Regions from separate parts of the Drosophila melanogaster genome. Here region 1 is linked to region 2. The links are chromatin contacts, called in public Hi-C maps. All regions are on one chromosome and are shown on one strand. Each heading gives the region's core, a stretch centred on a gene start, on an enhancer-like site or on the middle of the called end of the contact. The rest is flanking DNA. Distances are from core to core; before and after follow the strand shown.

Region 1 (7,402 bases), core at 4,690-7,189, 950 kb after region 2:
GAAGCAGCCGCTGTGTCGGCAGAATGAAAACGAGGACGACCAAACTGCATTGTTGTCATATTTCGTAATACGCTGATGCAGCAGAGAAGCGAAGGGGTGGTGGGCGCAGAGGTGGAGCAGCAGGTCACGGCGGTGAGAGAGAGCGAGAGCGCAGGAGACTTGTTTTCAACACCAGCTTATCAGCGGGAGAGCGCGAGAAGAAAGAGCATAAGGGCAGAGCGCCAACGCAGCGGCGAAATGGAAATGTCAAGTTGGGACTGCGCTCTCCCTCGCTCTCGCTGCCAGCAGCGGCTGCGCTGTTCTCTTAACCATTTGGAGCCCCATTCAAATGTTCGATTCTTGCCATTCCATTTCGTCCGCTCATCCGTCCACATCCACTTGCGTTTTTGGTGCCCTGCGAGCGGGAGAGCAATGTGAAACGGGAGCACTACAAATACCGCCCACTACCACTACCAATTCCCATACTCCCATATTCCATGCTATTCCCAGCTCAGTTCGTGCCGTGTGATCAAAGCTTTCGGTAAGGCTTCGGCTCGGCTTTGTGTATCCACCTTAGCGGCTCTCTGTGGTGCTCGTTCTGCCTCTCTCTCTCTCTCGGTTTTGGGGCTCAGCTCAGGGACAACAAATGCGGTAAAATGGCTTCTGCGTCGACGTCGACATCCCTGCCGTTTCAGTTCTGATTGGAGGTTCGTGCGCGGCGTTTCCTCAGCTGATTTCTTTGCCTTTTGCCTTTTCGCAACCCGCTTTCGGCTCCGTGTTCGCCTCGGTTGCCAATTACGTGTAACCAACAACAAGAGAAGAAACAGAAACAACAACAAGTACTTTCGAGTGTTGCAAGCCTTCTTCCGCCGAAGAAACCGCAAAACGGATTACCAAGAATATTTGTAAAATTGGTAAGTGGTGAGATTATCCACGAAATAGTCTTCGAAAAAGGTCAAATCATCAAGTGTTCAAATTTAAACGACAAGTTTAAGTATTCTTATTACCTTCTTAAGACTTATCTTGAATCTCAGATGAGGATTTTATTGATTAAGATTCAAAAGTTCTTTAACTGGCTTTTGTTTCTGGAGTCCGTAGTGATTTTTTTAAAGATTTGAATGTTCACTGAATTATATTTTTGGATTAGAATCTAATCACTTTAAACAGGACATCGCAGGAGTCGAAAACAATTGATGACAAAATCAGCAGTTAATAGCTTTTGGATTACAGAATTATAGCAATAAAAGCCTGACAAATTGGCCAAGGGTCGTTTTGGAAATCTAGCAGTCTTAAAAGCCTAGCAGATACATTTTCTTCTAACAATTTCCCGCTCACACGCTCAGTACATGCACCAACACACGCCTATTGGAAAGACGCTTTTGTATCCAACTTATACAGATAGTGGTACAGCCACAGATACAAATGCACACATGCCGTATACGGCACATGGGGAGTAATGCCGCCACACTAGATACCAGATACTAGATACATAGATTCGTCCGCCGCTTATTTGTCGGTCGTGCTTCAGTGATCTCTGTCATTTGCAGTTGCCCATTTCCTTTTTTATCCCCCACTTCCACATCCAGTCGTCATTCGCCCGGCGCACCCCTTTTGATCACTCTTCCAGTTCCAGTGCCTTCTGGTGGCTTCCAGTGGCTGCAACACTTGCGGTGTTTTTCTGAATGAACCAATGGAGTGAATGTGTGAATGAGTAATCCATGTACGCAACATGTTTGCACTGCACAAATTATTTGGACTCAATGTATTGATTGTGTAACTCGGCTTTACGTTTATTTAATCGCAATAACTAAAGTGAGCTACAACTCTATACGTTGGTTACTATTCTTGGGAGGAAGGAAACCTGACAACCCTGGCCAAGGGGCAACTCTACACTTGCACCTGTGCTCCACGCTAAGCCACAAATTCAATTATGCAAATCAAGATCACAGCCCAAAAAACACAATCTTCGTCTCCGATCTGCATTTGTCTTTGTATGTTATGTTTATTTGTTACTTCTGTCGTTGTTTTTAATTCGCTAACCCACTTCACACAGTGGCAGCAACAACAAAAATCGTGAATTATACTTTGTATTGGGGCGAAAAGGAAACGAATGCCCAGTCTCAGATCACACATAAATTTTGCGGTTGTTTTGTTAATGAAACGACAAGAGCAGCACTATGCGCTCTTTACTATATATTTCCCGCTCTCCGCGAAAGCTTTTCTGTTTGTTTGCCCCACACACACAAAGACACTTGTGAACACCTTGCGCTCACTTAACATTATGCTCGAATTATAACTGTTGTTTAGCCGGCGATCGAAACGGTTAAAGCAGCAATGAAAGAGGGAAAAGAGAAAGAGGATGACATGACTAACAACGCAAACGCGATCTGAACATATGCATTGTTGTTTTCGCTCGTAGAAACCCATAAAAAGTCGAAACAGTAAAAGTCCAAGCGGCGTATACGCAATATCAGCGGGGGATAGGAAAAGGCAGAACTCTCTTATCTATTCTTCTCTCACTCTCCCTTAAGTACACAGGGCAAGAAATGTTAAAACATTTTTAACAAATAATGATTGAAATAATACAGGAAATTTTTCCGGTGCATTGGTTTAGTGCACGTGACTCTTTCACAAATTCTACTTAAATGTATCTGCCATCTTGCGCCGATTTCCTGCCCCTTTTTCGTATTCAACAATTATTCGGAACCAAATTTGCACAATACATTCCTTGATTATTGTTATTTAAAATGATTTTATATTTATTTATTTCATTCGCAAGTGCCAGCTGCCATGCTAAATAAATGTCTGTTGTGCGCGGTTTCCCCGTGTATATTCATGTGGTATACCTTTTCATCCACACGATACTCCTTTTCATATTCTGGGGCTTGTGGCATTACAAGTAAATGAAATTTTTCTTGAATGCATTTCTGATTTGAATCACCTTCGCGGAGAACGCCAGGTATTTCGCTTTCGGGGTTCTGCTGCCCCGATTGCCCATCCTGATAGCATACAAGTCGCGCGTGTACCCCATATATCTCCTTTTTTAATTAGCAATCTGCACAAAAACTCCGACTACTGCAAAAACCTAAATTCAAAAGTGGAACACAAACAAAAAACGCTCAAAAGTCAGCAAAAAAATGAGGAATCAACGAAAAATACAAGAAACAGAAAAGGTCAGTGACCAAAATATGTTTTGTAACTCAGGCAGAAATCTTCGCGAAAAGAGAATGGGCCGAAAAAAGCTAAGCAAAAGACGGAAACCAGAAGGCAGCAGTGGTAACCCTCCAGATATAGTTACAGTTGCCCAAAGATCATAAATTTTTACTTACATGGATATCAAAGATTCATAATAAATTTAAAGAACAATTACCAAATAAAACCTAATGTTATTTCTTAAGGATTTCTAGTAATTTCCGGACCCCAAACACGTAGTTAGGCTTATTTCACAATTTCCGCCTGCTGGCTGAAATTAAATATTTTTTTTACCGTTTTAAGCCTTTTGCAGGCCTTACAAGCATACATACGCATGCACTATAATTCAATTAACGACGTCGACGCCGCTGCCGGCGCAGCTCAATGTCCGCGTCAAGTATACGCCCTGTGGTGCCTGAAAAACTGAAGAACTCAAAAATCACTCACCCACACAATCGGCGGTGGATGTGTTCATCTGCCAGCCGTTTCCTATTTTGCATTCTTCAACGAATGGCAGCCACAAAAGCGAATTTCAAAAAGGAGAGCGGATGGCCAGGCATTTGACTTAAGGCTGCGAACTTATAGTACGCCGCTGTGTTTGTGCGGGAAAAGGCAACATCAGCGAAAAGAAATAAACACACAGAGGTAGACAGCACACTACGAAATGCAAATGAAATGTAATTGAAAGCAGCGCTGCCAACGCCTCTGCTACCCTTAAGCTTTGCCAGGGGACGGTGTCCGTTCCGTTTGTCCGTGTGTGGGACAACCGGAGGTTGGGGATACAAGGCGGGCACAGTGGAGCTGTGTTCAAATTCCACATTGCCCTTTTTGTTTTCATAATTGGACTTACAATCAATCTTGAAGGTTGTAGCTCAAAACAAATATACATTCCTGACAGTCCTTACAGAAATTCCGTTGAAATTCCATGTTGAGCTCAAAACGATAATATGACATATAAGCGTCCAAGAAGTACTGAGATTTATCATAACTATTATGCCAAATCCTCAAAAATCCTTTTTACCCAAAATCATCGCATATGCCCCACTGTACCGCTCGCAGGGAAGCAAAGAGCACATGACAATAAGAAAAAAGCTGTGTATATTTTAATCCTCTCAAAGAGGATTTTTCGATTGCGGCCGCCGCTGTTGGGGCCATTTGCACACGACACCAGCAGCGTGCTTCCCAGGGCGAGTGAATGGGGGTGAGGTGGGGTGGTGTGGTGTGGGTGGTAGGCGGAGGAGGAGAGGAACAGGCGAACGGGGAAGACAGAAAACGAGAAGCCAGCAGAGATGTTTTCCTCGTAGCCTTCAAGGAGCGCAGACGAGGAAAGTCACCTCTAAAAAGCAAGCAGCACGCAGATATCCCCACAAAACGTCGCAGATACAAGGCACACACAAATAAAAAGCACACACAGATACTCACGCACACGGGCGGACAGTGGGCGATAAGCTTAATTGAGTGCGCAGCGGTGTGGGGGACGATGGGTGGTGGGTGGTGGGAGGAGGTAGGAGGCGCAGGAGGAAGTGGAAGTGGAGACTATGGGGATGGCATTCGCACACATACCATACCACAAAACGGACGCACACACGGCAGGAGAGCAAGGAGAACGCTATCAAAAAAATTTAAGAAATTAAAAAGTGAAATATATGGCGACGCCGACCGCGGCAGAGGCCCACGAAACGCACGAAGAGAAAGCAGCAGACTGCGTGCTTTTTCTGGGCATACCCCTTAGTGAACATCCTAGAAAGGGGATATGGGCACACTAAACAGCTATGTACGTCAAGGGTAACAAAATGTGCTGCACAGTCTATATAAATCTAATAACTTACAGGAGATTGTTGCTTTAAACAATGGTTAGTTTTAAATGTGGATATTTACCAGAAAATGTACTTACCATAATATATAATTTATAAATAACCAAAAAATGTTACCCCGCATCCTAAAAGTAATGGGCATAGCCCCGATGACTCCCCCACTTACGTATTTCTCGTCGTTTCCTTTGTTGCTTTTTTGCCCAGCCGATCAAGGCGATTCCAAACGTACGATCCTCGCGATTCGCTCTTTCTGTCCCTCATTTGAGTGCCCCATTTAGCTTTTCGATTCGATCGGTGGGCCTTTGAGGGGATATCGCCGCATGGCCGGGTGCAGCTGTTTTCAAAAGTTTCGTCAGAGGATCGCTGGCTGGATCCCACAATTGGGTCGTTTATAAATATCCGCACCGAGTTTTCTAGTTTCTACTAACGACGGCAGGAAGAACGCCCCATGCCACCAACATTTGGGGTGTATATCAACCGAAAAGAAAAGTTTCGATGCGAGACCGAAGGAGGCATCTGATTTGAGTTCACTAAAGTTTTCCCCGCGGAGAAAGCCCAAAGCAAACACATGGGCCTGTGTGATTCGTTACTTTCGAAGAATGCCGGCATTCTAATTTCGATTCTCTCTTCTTCTCCGCTGTTATCGCAGCAAAGCGAAGAAAGCTTTCTCATCGGCCATGAGTCCAAAATTCTGGCGGCTCCTAGGAAAGGGCAATCGGGCATGAATCATGGGCGGCAAGGCCTCTGCAGCTGGTGCCTTTATCAGGCGTGTCCCAACGACCAAAGTACATGCATGTGTACACACTGCTATCGTGGAGGTACTTCCTTCGTCCGTCTTATCAGCAAAACGCGGTTAAGAGAACTACAAACATACATACGCAAAGCACGCGCACTGATGAACTCACATTCTCCAGAATCGGAGGGAATCGCAGGAAATGGGCAACAAGCCCGTTCTTGGACCCTAATCGCATATCCCTCCGTTCCCCAAAATTATGCATACTAACACTGGATTCCTTTGCATACTCGTAGTTCTCCTCCCAACACTCAAAGTGCTTGCTGCTTTGCGTTTCAGAATAACGCCTTCAACACTATTAAGATTTCGCAATTATCAGCGACTTTTGAGGGGTTCTGGTGGTTGTGCGGTGGCCATGTGTAGAGCGCTGGTGGATCGTCGAGTGGCCAACCAAGTGTGTCAGTGCGAATGCTGAGCTGCGGAACTTTCCCCGTCCGGCGGTGACCCGCATTTCGAATGTCTAAATTAAGGACACCGCCATAAAAAGCTCTGCGAATGCGAGGGCAAATGACTGTGTGGGTCGAGGCGTGAAGCGGTCGCAGCAACAAAAACGCAGGCATAGATCAATAATGCTGACAGCCCTGAGGCTCTGGGGAAGGGGCTGTGGGCTGTTCAAGGGGCAGGCGGGGCTGGTGGAGTGTTGCAAGATCGTCGAGGAGAGACGCCCTTTTATGGCACTGCTGTGAGTGACTGCATTTTTTGCCTGACAAATGATAGCCGAAAACGATGTGGTAATCAACGGCCCAAACTAGTCAACTAGTTTTTGAGTCCCCCATTGGTGGTTAGGCTTTTGGAAAAGAAAAAATATTGTACGGAGAGGCAAATATTGAGTACGGAGAAAATAAAACACTAAAATCCCTAGCTACATGCTGAGCTGATCTCGTCGAGTAACTTATACATATGTGCATAGATAAATAATACATTTTTGGATAAAAAACCAGTAACTTGTTCTATTTCTGAAATAAATCAACATCCCTCTGACGATGCCCACAAATCAGTCATTGGAAGTCGCAGTTTTCCAGCTTCCACATCCCGCCGATCGACAGGGTGAGCTCACCCAACCGAGGGCAACTAGTTTTCCCCGTCCTCCCCCAAAGCCAGCCCCATCCCTTCCCTGCCGCTGCCCCTCCTCCTGCACCCCGTGTCACCAAGCTCATTTCATAGTTCATAGCCGAAGAGCAGAGCGGTTCTTTGTTGTTTTCGTTGGCGTTCACTCCTCCGCAAATGTTTGCCTTATATGATTGGAACCAGTACGGATATACACACATATCCACATATCGGATGTGTTACAGACATGTGGTTGTGTATCTTTGGGGACATGCTGTTGTTTTTGCTATTATACGCACAATGGGACAAACAGACTTTCGGTTTTAATTTTCTTACCATAATTATATGTAGTTTTCTTTCTTAAAATATGTTGTTACCATTGTGCGACCAATACTTACTCCTATTTAAATATACATAATATGGTATTATCCCATATTAAAAGCTATATAACATGTTAAAGAGGAACTTTTCTTAATTACCTAATTTTAAGACAACCCATAAAATGCAAAATTGCCGGCTAAAATCAGGTTTTAAAGAAATACATTAAACTAAATAAATGTATTTTCGAAATGTCAAT
Region 2 (7,772 bases), core at 786-3,285:
GTCGGCGCTAGAGCGCGGAAAATTGTCGTGACAATCGGCTGTCAGTGAAATATTAAAAAACACTTTGGCCACTGACAAGCGGGGAAAAGCTGGGGAAAGTCAGGTGGAAAATTCGACGAGCAAATAAATTATTGGAATGAAAATGTTGAATTTTTTCAAAAGCGTAGAACGGCGCAGGAGAAATAAATAAATTTGCATTAGCCGGGCTTAGTCGAAATATGTCTGGCTAATAAAAGTTGGCAATAAAAACGAGCACATAAAATTAGTGGGTGTATCTCGGGTGTCCGTCCATCCTGCAGATACAAATGTATCTTTTCTCGCTTATTTTGCCATTGATTTACGCCGCCTGCCCATCTACGTATTATTTATAATATTCAGACCTCCCCCACATCCGTTTATCTACCCTATTTTTGAATATTTTTCGCTGCGCGTGTTTTCCACCGCACAGGTGAACCAAAAAAAAAAAAAAACAGAACAGAATACGAATCGGCAGCAAACACTTGACATCGTTCCAGAAGATTTCCCCTCGGCTAGATTTTGATTGCTGGCGTTTTTTGTTTTGTTTTTGGCAAACGTGCGGTCGCCCATAAATTGCCCCAGAAGTCCCCCCTCGCAAACATTCGAAAGAATAAAAAACATAATGCCCCAATCAACATTTTGGCAACTGTCAAAGCAGGAGATTCGTGGCTTTTATTTTTTTAATAACTTTGAATTTTAGAAAGTATTTTCAAAATGCAAAACTATAGTATCTTTCCAACGTGGGCCCATAAAGTTCAGGTTGAAATGAAAGATTTCAAATACCTTCGTCTTTGAAGAATTCAAATGCCCGGCGCTCTCTCTTTCGATTTCTTCTAACACACACCTAACACTATCAATCAACTTCAATTGGTTCGCGTTGGTCGCAAAATAGTTGAAGCCGAAAGATGAGACCGAACCTATAGAAATACACGAAAAACGCTCGAGTACCGTTCTGAAAAAAAAAAAACAGAAACAAATACAAGAAATTCCTTTTCACTTCGTTTCGGTGGCGCACAAATTGAAATTAATTTGCGGGACACTTTCAATATTTCAGCAGCAGCAGCGTTACGGGGCGGAAAAATAAAAGTGTAAAACCGATTGCGTTAATAATTCCTCGGTTATGAACAATTGATTGGGCTAAATGAGCTGGTGACACACTTGTTGAGCTCCACGTTTTTCACCACGAGCGCAGTTTTTCTTTGGGGCACATTATGCTGATGAAACCAAATGTAGGGGCCATAAAAAAGTGTTGTCGTTTTACAACTTTCAATAAAAATGTCATTAGGCGGACCAGGCGAAATAAATTCTTGAACTCAAAATTATATAAACTATTTAGTCCGAAGATACGGAATCGAAAGATAGGGATCTACGTGTGTCAGCTGTTGTCCCATAATGACTTTTAATGGCTTCTTAAGTGATAAAGGTGGGAGGCATCCAGCGATGAAGCATCATCATCGGTTTTAATTCCTTTTTGATCGGAGCCCGCATCGAAATCAATTAAGATTGCAACTATTGAAAGTGAAAACGTGCAATGAACTTTCGTAGATTGCGCTTGATTGAACCGACAGCCCTCAGATACAGATACTTCTGGCAGAAAGGTGGCGATAAAACAGGGTTCATTCATTCAGTGCCCGTATGTGAGTATCGCGCATCTGAGTATTCGAGTATTCGAGTATTCGAGTATCCCAGTATTCCAGTATTCCAGTATCTGAGTAACTGAGTATCTGTCTTCGTCTGCCGCCAGTTAATTGGCTTAAATTAAGGTAGCGATCAAATGGCAATGGGAACAAAGACTCGCTCTGTTGTGCCCTCTACACACTCTATAGGAAAAACAAACAGAAACAGACCCAAAGAACAGAAACTCCATTTTGTGAAGTCTTCCACCTTCTCAGATACAGATACAAAGTTTCAGAGTAGCGCGAGAGCGAGAGGGCAATTGAGTGACCCTCGGGGGAACAAAGCAACAGCAATCTTCTGGGACCGCGTCTTGCCTCTCTGTCTGCCCGTCTCTTTCTTCTCCTTCGCCATGGCTGAACGCTTTTTTCAACTGATTAAGTCAACTCTTCTCTCTCAAGTGTGCGTGCGTTCTTCAATTCTTCCACTTCTTTTCTCCGCTTCTTTTGCCCGTTTCTGTTTTCTTTTCTTTTCTTTTTTTTTTTGTTTTTTGGTTTCTGTGGCGGATCGAAAGAAACCATGAGATCATCGCCTCTACGGATTTCAGTCTTGCGTGAAGGCCTGCGAAGTTGATTTGCCACGAAATTAAGTCGATCCACCAGTTCTTGGGAACACAGAGAAAATAAGATTCAATCAGCCATTCAGTTTGAAATCTATACATTTTCTTAGAGTAACTTTAAAGTTCTCATCGTTCTGAATTATAACTTTTGTCATCTCTATATGTAAGTTAGCCCCGAATTTCTCTCTGTGGATTCTGCAGCACCTCAGCCAGCAGTTCGCCCCACTCACACTACATACTTCTCATTTGGTTTTCGAGTTCCCTTTCGCATATTTTATGGTTCTTAAACGATCTGACAGTTAATTTGTTTTCCTCCCCCATCTCTCCGCAGTTCCCTCGCTGGCCTCCACTTTGCTCCACCACAACCAGTCGCCGAAGCACAGCAATCCGGGATCCAGTGGGATCCAGGATGCCCATCCCAACCAGCCAGGTGCCGCTGCAGATGCCTTCCTGGTCAAGTGTACCCAGTGCCACAAGCGATTCCCCGAGTATCAGGTAAGATTTGGATAACCAACAAAAGCCTAGTTACTGAGCAGTACAAATAATTATTGCTCATTAATTCTTGGTAATTTTTGATTTAAGAGTAATTCAGCTTAGGAAATTAAAGAACTTTCGTCAGTAGGATTGAAGTAGGGGAAATGCCAAGTGATTATGATTATAGGGCCAAGTTCATGGGGCTAAACGCCAGATAAGCGCCATCTTAATCAAGTAATAAATTTAAATCCTTTTTCATTCACTTTCACAGTCCCTCAGCGAGCACATTGCCAGCGAGCATCCCCACGACAAGCTGAACTGCGGAGCTGCCCAGCCGGAGAGCGATGCCGAGGACGAGCAGAGCAACATGAGCGGCAGCAGCAGGCGGTACGCCAAGTCGCCGCTGGCCAGCAACAACAACAGCAGCACCGCCAACGCCAACAACAACAGCACCAGCAGCCAGTCCATGAACAACAACAGCGAGCTGGCCAAGAACCACAACAGTGCTAACAAAATGTCGCCGATGTGCTCACCTGGCTCCCTCACGCCCGGCGACCTCTTCGCCCAGCTGCAGCATCCGCCGCCCCAACTGCCGCCCCACCTGCACGCCCAGTTCATGGCCGCCGCCGCCTCCCTGGCCATGCAGTCCGCCCGCACCGCCAGCTCGCCCAGCCAACAGCAGCAGCAGCAACTGCAACAGCAGCAGCAACTGCAGCAGCAGCAGCAGCATCAAATGGCCATGCAGCAACTGCTGCCGCCGCAACTGCCCGGCAGCAACAGCAGCGTGGGCAGCAACTCCGCCTACGATTTGGATCTCAGCGCCCCACGCTCCACATCCAGTCCGGGCTCCACCACCGGCGACCTGAGTGGCGCCTATCCATGCATGCAGTGCACCGCCTCCTTCGCCAGCCGCGAGCAACTCGAGCAGCACGAGCAGCTCCACTCGCCATGCGGACCGGCGGCGGTCAGCAATGTCTCCCAGGTGAGTTGGACACAACCATCCAAAAAAAAAGCACATCAATGTGCTAATATAATATCCAAAGAACTATTTAAAGAGTAAAGACGTAGTAAGGGTTTCTATATATAGAATGTCAAGGCTGAAGTTCTGTAGGCATGAATGAGGCAGAGTTTATAGTATACCTAATAATGTTTAAAAATATTTTATATACACGCATATGTCCGAGAAGTGATAATAGCTTTGAGTCAGTGAGTCACATGTCCAAAATAATGTTTCTTGGGACAATCAGCTCGAAAAGCCGTGGAATCCAGTGACTAAACCTGCGGAATGCGGTGCGAGGATCGAAATTCCTGGAAGCGTCCGATAAGAGAGAAGTTACTTGTTCTTATCCCTCGCCTTCCACTTGCTTACGTGTTGGAGACCGCTGCTCATGCGCAGTCGGAATCTGAATGCCCGCGATGGATGCAGGCGGGCAGGGATGGCAGGGATGGCAGGAGATGGTTCTGGGGGCACTTGATCTTTGAACACATCACGGCGGTCGTAGCACAATGCGTGGGCTTTGTTCGCGGCTAACGGGAAATGAGCCAACCGATAACGGCAGTGCGGTGCCAAGTACGGCATCCAATCAAACCCCATGCCATCCGATCCGGATCCCGAGCCAACCTTATGCATATTTCCTGTTGACAAATCGTCAAAAAAAAAAAAAAAAAAAAAAAAACAGCAACGCAAGTAGCTAAGATATGCATATTTCGAAAAACAAACAGCACACACTCGATAGTGACTAAGAGTAAACTACTCACTTGGAATTTAGTTTTTTTTTTTTTTTTTCAAATATGACCTCAAGGTTTTTTTCTCCGTGCACGCCACAAGCACTGGCACTTTTAAAGACGCGTTTCGAGAAACGCGCCTCACTCTTATCGCCTACCGCCATTCGACTTTTGTTTTATCGGCGTGGGGCAACAACAAAACAATAGTAAACTATGATAAGGGGCATAAAAATAAAACGTAGGCGTTCACCGGACCGAAGGAAAAATAGTAAAAACGAAATTCCCCAATGGCGGCGACGGGGAAAAACAATTGGGGGTGTTATCACAAGGGTATATAAAAAGTGTGTGCCTATGTGTGTGTGTGTGTGTGTGTGTGTAGAAATATGTTGAAATATGGGGGAAGACTGTCTGTCAGTCACACGCTCATAACTCCCAATTGTGCAGTTGTTGTTTTTTCTAAGGCCTGCCAGCGTGATAAGGCATTGTTGCCTCAGGCAAGTGGAACCTGATAACACCTAACCACACGACCCCGCCCACTTGGTTTTCCACTCGCCTCCGCTTTTCCTGTCCTTCGTCGCCATCTTGGCCTTATGTGGCGGCACACGAGTTGTAAAAAGAAAATACCCAGGCCTGTCTCGTACGTCACACACGCGATAAGGAGAAAGTGGGAAACGGGTCAGGGATCACAGGGAGAGGCGGAGCAGGCACTGGTTCACCTTGGAGCTACCCAGCGGCCATTAAAGCCACATAAATTATAATTTTGTTGCACTCCCCCAATACAGAATACAGTCTCCATCCAAAGTTTTCCCCCCACCACTGCTGGTCATAAATTCATATGGCTAGTTTGTTGTTGTTTTTCCTGTATGATGCTTTTTTTCGGAGGGCTGTATCTTTTACCTTCCCCATTTGGGGGCAGAAAGCACAAGTGAAATGAAAAAGTTTGACACCACCCCGAAAAAATGCGAGATGAGATTTCAGGTTTTTTCGTGAAACAGTGGAGCAAGGTGCTAAATAATCGTATATCAATATATAATAAATAGGCATACTCAAGTATATTCCATTATTCTATTTGTATATTTTACAAGAATTTTTAATACTTCTTCCTGCTTGAGTCTCCTCAAAATTTCCATCTAAGCCCACTGTACACTCTTTTCCCTTCTATTGCTTTTTTTGCACTTTTCACAACTGCTGGCCGTTATTAATATTTACCTAAGCTGCGATGATTACCAGCCTGGCCAAAAGCTAATAAAGTTGGCCAGTTCTGGAGCTGAAGAGCAGGTTTATGAGTTGCAACTTCGCGTATGTTTGCCTCTTTTTGCCACCCGACCCGTTGCCCACGCTGGTTGCATATAATTTACGGCTTCGTTAATGACATTTAAACATTTAAACACATGCGAAAAGGCCAAAATGGCAACAGCCACATTGACACATGGCCAAGTGTGCAAACTATACGAACAAACCAATTATAATTGATGTGGCACATTGCATTTATTTAATATTGTTGGCCATTGGCTTTTACACGTGTTCGCCGTATTAAATTATTATGTGTGAAAACAATTAATTATGCGGCAAACAAAAACAGTGCCAGAAATAACAATAATGCCGCCCGCTCGGCCAGCGAGACAAATGGCTCATTATGGAAATCAGGCTGTCGACTCACAAAAGTAGGCAACGATTTTATTGAAAAGGCATTAAAGCGCTTGACATCGATGGTCAGCGGGGGCAGCAGGATGGCCGTATCAATCCAACATTGTTGATGCAACATTTCAACATTTGTTTTTAAGGTCAACATCATTAACCGGGGGAGGGGGAAGCGGGGAGACAAGAGGGGCAGACGGCCAAGCAAATGGCAGGCCATAAATTACGGGCGAAAAAAGCAGAGGTCCTGGCCAACTTTCAGCAGAAAAAGTGCAGCAATTAAATATTTGCTTAACTGCAAACGCACATGGCTGCAACTTTTTGGCCACAACTCATTTGGTGGGTTGGCTGGCTGCCTTCCGCTTTTCCGTTTCCGGTTTGCCACCTTTTTGGCCGCCACAAACTGGGGCAGGGCGCAGACAATTCAAATTGAAAAATTATATGCACTTTAGGTGTAGTCCTGTGACTGCTGCGAATCCTGCGAGTCCTGCCACTGCTGCCAGTCCACACATATCCACATTGGGTCGTCGTCTTTGGGGCGCCGCTTGACGAACGGAGCGAGTGAAAAATTAATAGCAATTTATTTCGCTCAACCCTTTATTTGCTCGTCTACCCACTTTTAAATGTATTTTTATGCTTTTCTGCGGACTCCGTAAGGTCAAAGGTGACGGGGAGTTGGCATTTGCTGCCGTTAAAACTTTCAAAATTATTCGCAATTAAAGCAGACAAATTAAAAAACTTTTAAACACAGCGAGTCTACGATTTATGGTCAGTGGCATTTAAATATTATAATTAGTTGCAAAGGATATTTATATTGGCTTACAAATCATTTTAGTTTTTTTTTTAATGACTCTAATTGCAGCATCTCCATTTCCACTTCAGTTTCTCAAGTGAAAACCCCTGTCTTAGGATCATTTTTTATGGTTCCCATTCCCTTAAACACATCATCATCATCATCATCATTGGGAGTTCCTGTTTCCTTGAGTATATCCCCTGGTTTTCCCCAAGTTTTTCACCTGTCTTTTCCACATGTCAGGCGCTCGACTACAATTTAAACTTCTTGCTCATTTCTTTCTCTTATTTTTAAGTTACTCCTGAGATTTATATCAACTTTCACCGTGAGGGCCATAAATTATGTGACTCCGCTTGTGGCGCAGTTTCTCACATGGAAATTCCTCAGACGATTTCCCCCGACTTTTCCGTTTTCCTCGCTGCAAGTCCCATGGGTTTTTTCACTTGTGACGTTTATTGTGCGGTTGTTACTTGATATGTTTAATGAGAAATGCAGTGAGAGTGGGAATTCAAAAGTCGAGGGGCTAAAGGAACACGGAATGCTGTGATACTAGAGCACTTGACATTTCATTGGGCAGTCTGATTGTGACAAGAGATTGCACTTGAAGACGACTCCTAAAAAAGTCACAGCAGAAGTTTCCAATTGCAGTTTCAAATGGCATTAGTTGAAGATCTTGAAAGTGTTGGTACATTAAACAAACTCTCTAAAATGGTCGTGGAAAGTGAATACAAACCTAGATTAGCATGAGCCACAGCTTTAAGCTTTTGAAACATTTTTCATTGGAACGTCTGATTAAAACTACTTCCAGCTAAAAGTGATAGCCACACCAGCAACTGCTGGGCCAGAAAATCATATTTTTCAACGACACGTTTCCTTAATTTCCCAAGACAT

The links. A called contact is a pair of places that touch in the nucleus more often than the background predicts.
Region 1: a Hi-C map of the Kc167 cell line shows a contact between it and region 2, with 2.4 times the contacts expected there. The contact joins two enhancer-like sites.

Annotation. Positions count from the first base shown.
Region 1 is chr3R:31,713,377-31,720,778 of dm6, forward strand. ttk (tramtrack) reads left to right here and starts at 491. Exons shown (of 5, transcript NM_170566.3): 1 at 491-893. Within about 2 kb of position 5,940, at least 14 of the 39 cell types and tissues checked have an H3K27ac peak or open chromatin away from gene starts, as enhancers often do. A contact at or near this core is called in the Kc167 cell line, where this site is marked.
Region 2 is chr3R:30,770,991-30,778,762 of dm6, forward strand. zfh1 (Zn finger homeodomain 1) reads left to right here. Exons shown (of 5, transcript NM_170522.4): 2 at 2,583-2,746; 3 at 2,997-3,707. Among named protein-coding and RNA genes, the nearest start is that of zfh1, 9.0 kb to the left of the region's middle. Within about 2 kb of position 2,036, at least 24 of the 39 cell types and tissues checked have an H3K27ac peak or open chromatin away from gene starts, as enhancers often do. A contact at or near this core is called in the Kc167 cell line, where this site is marked.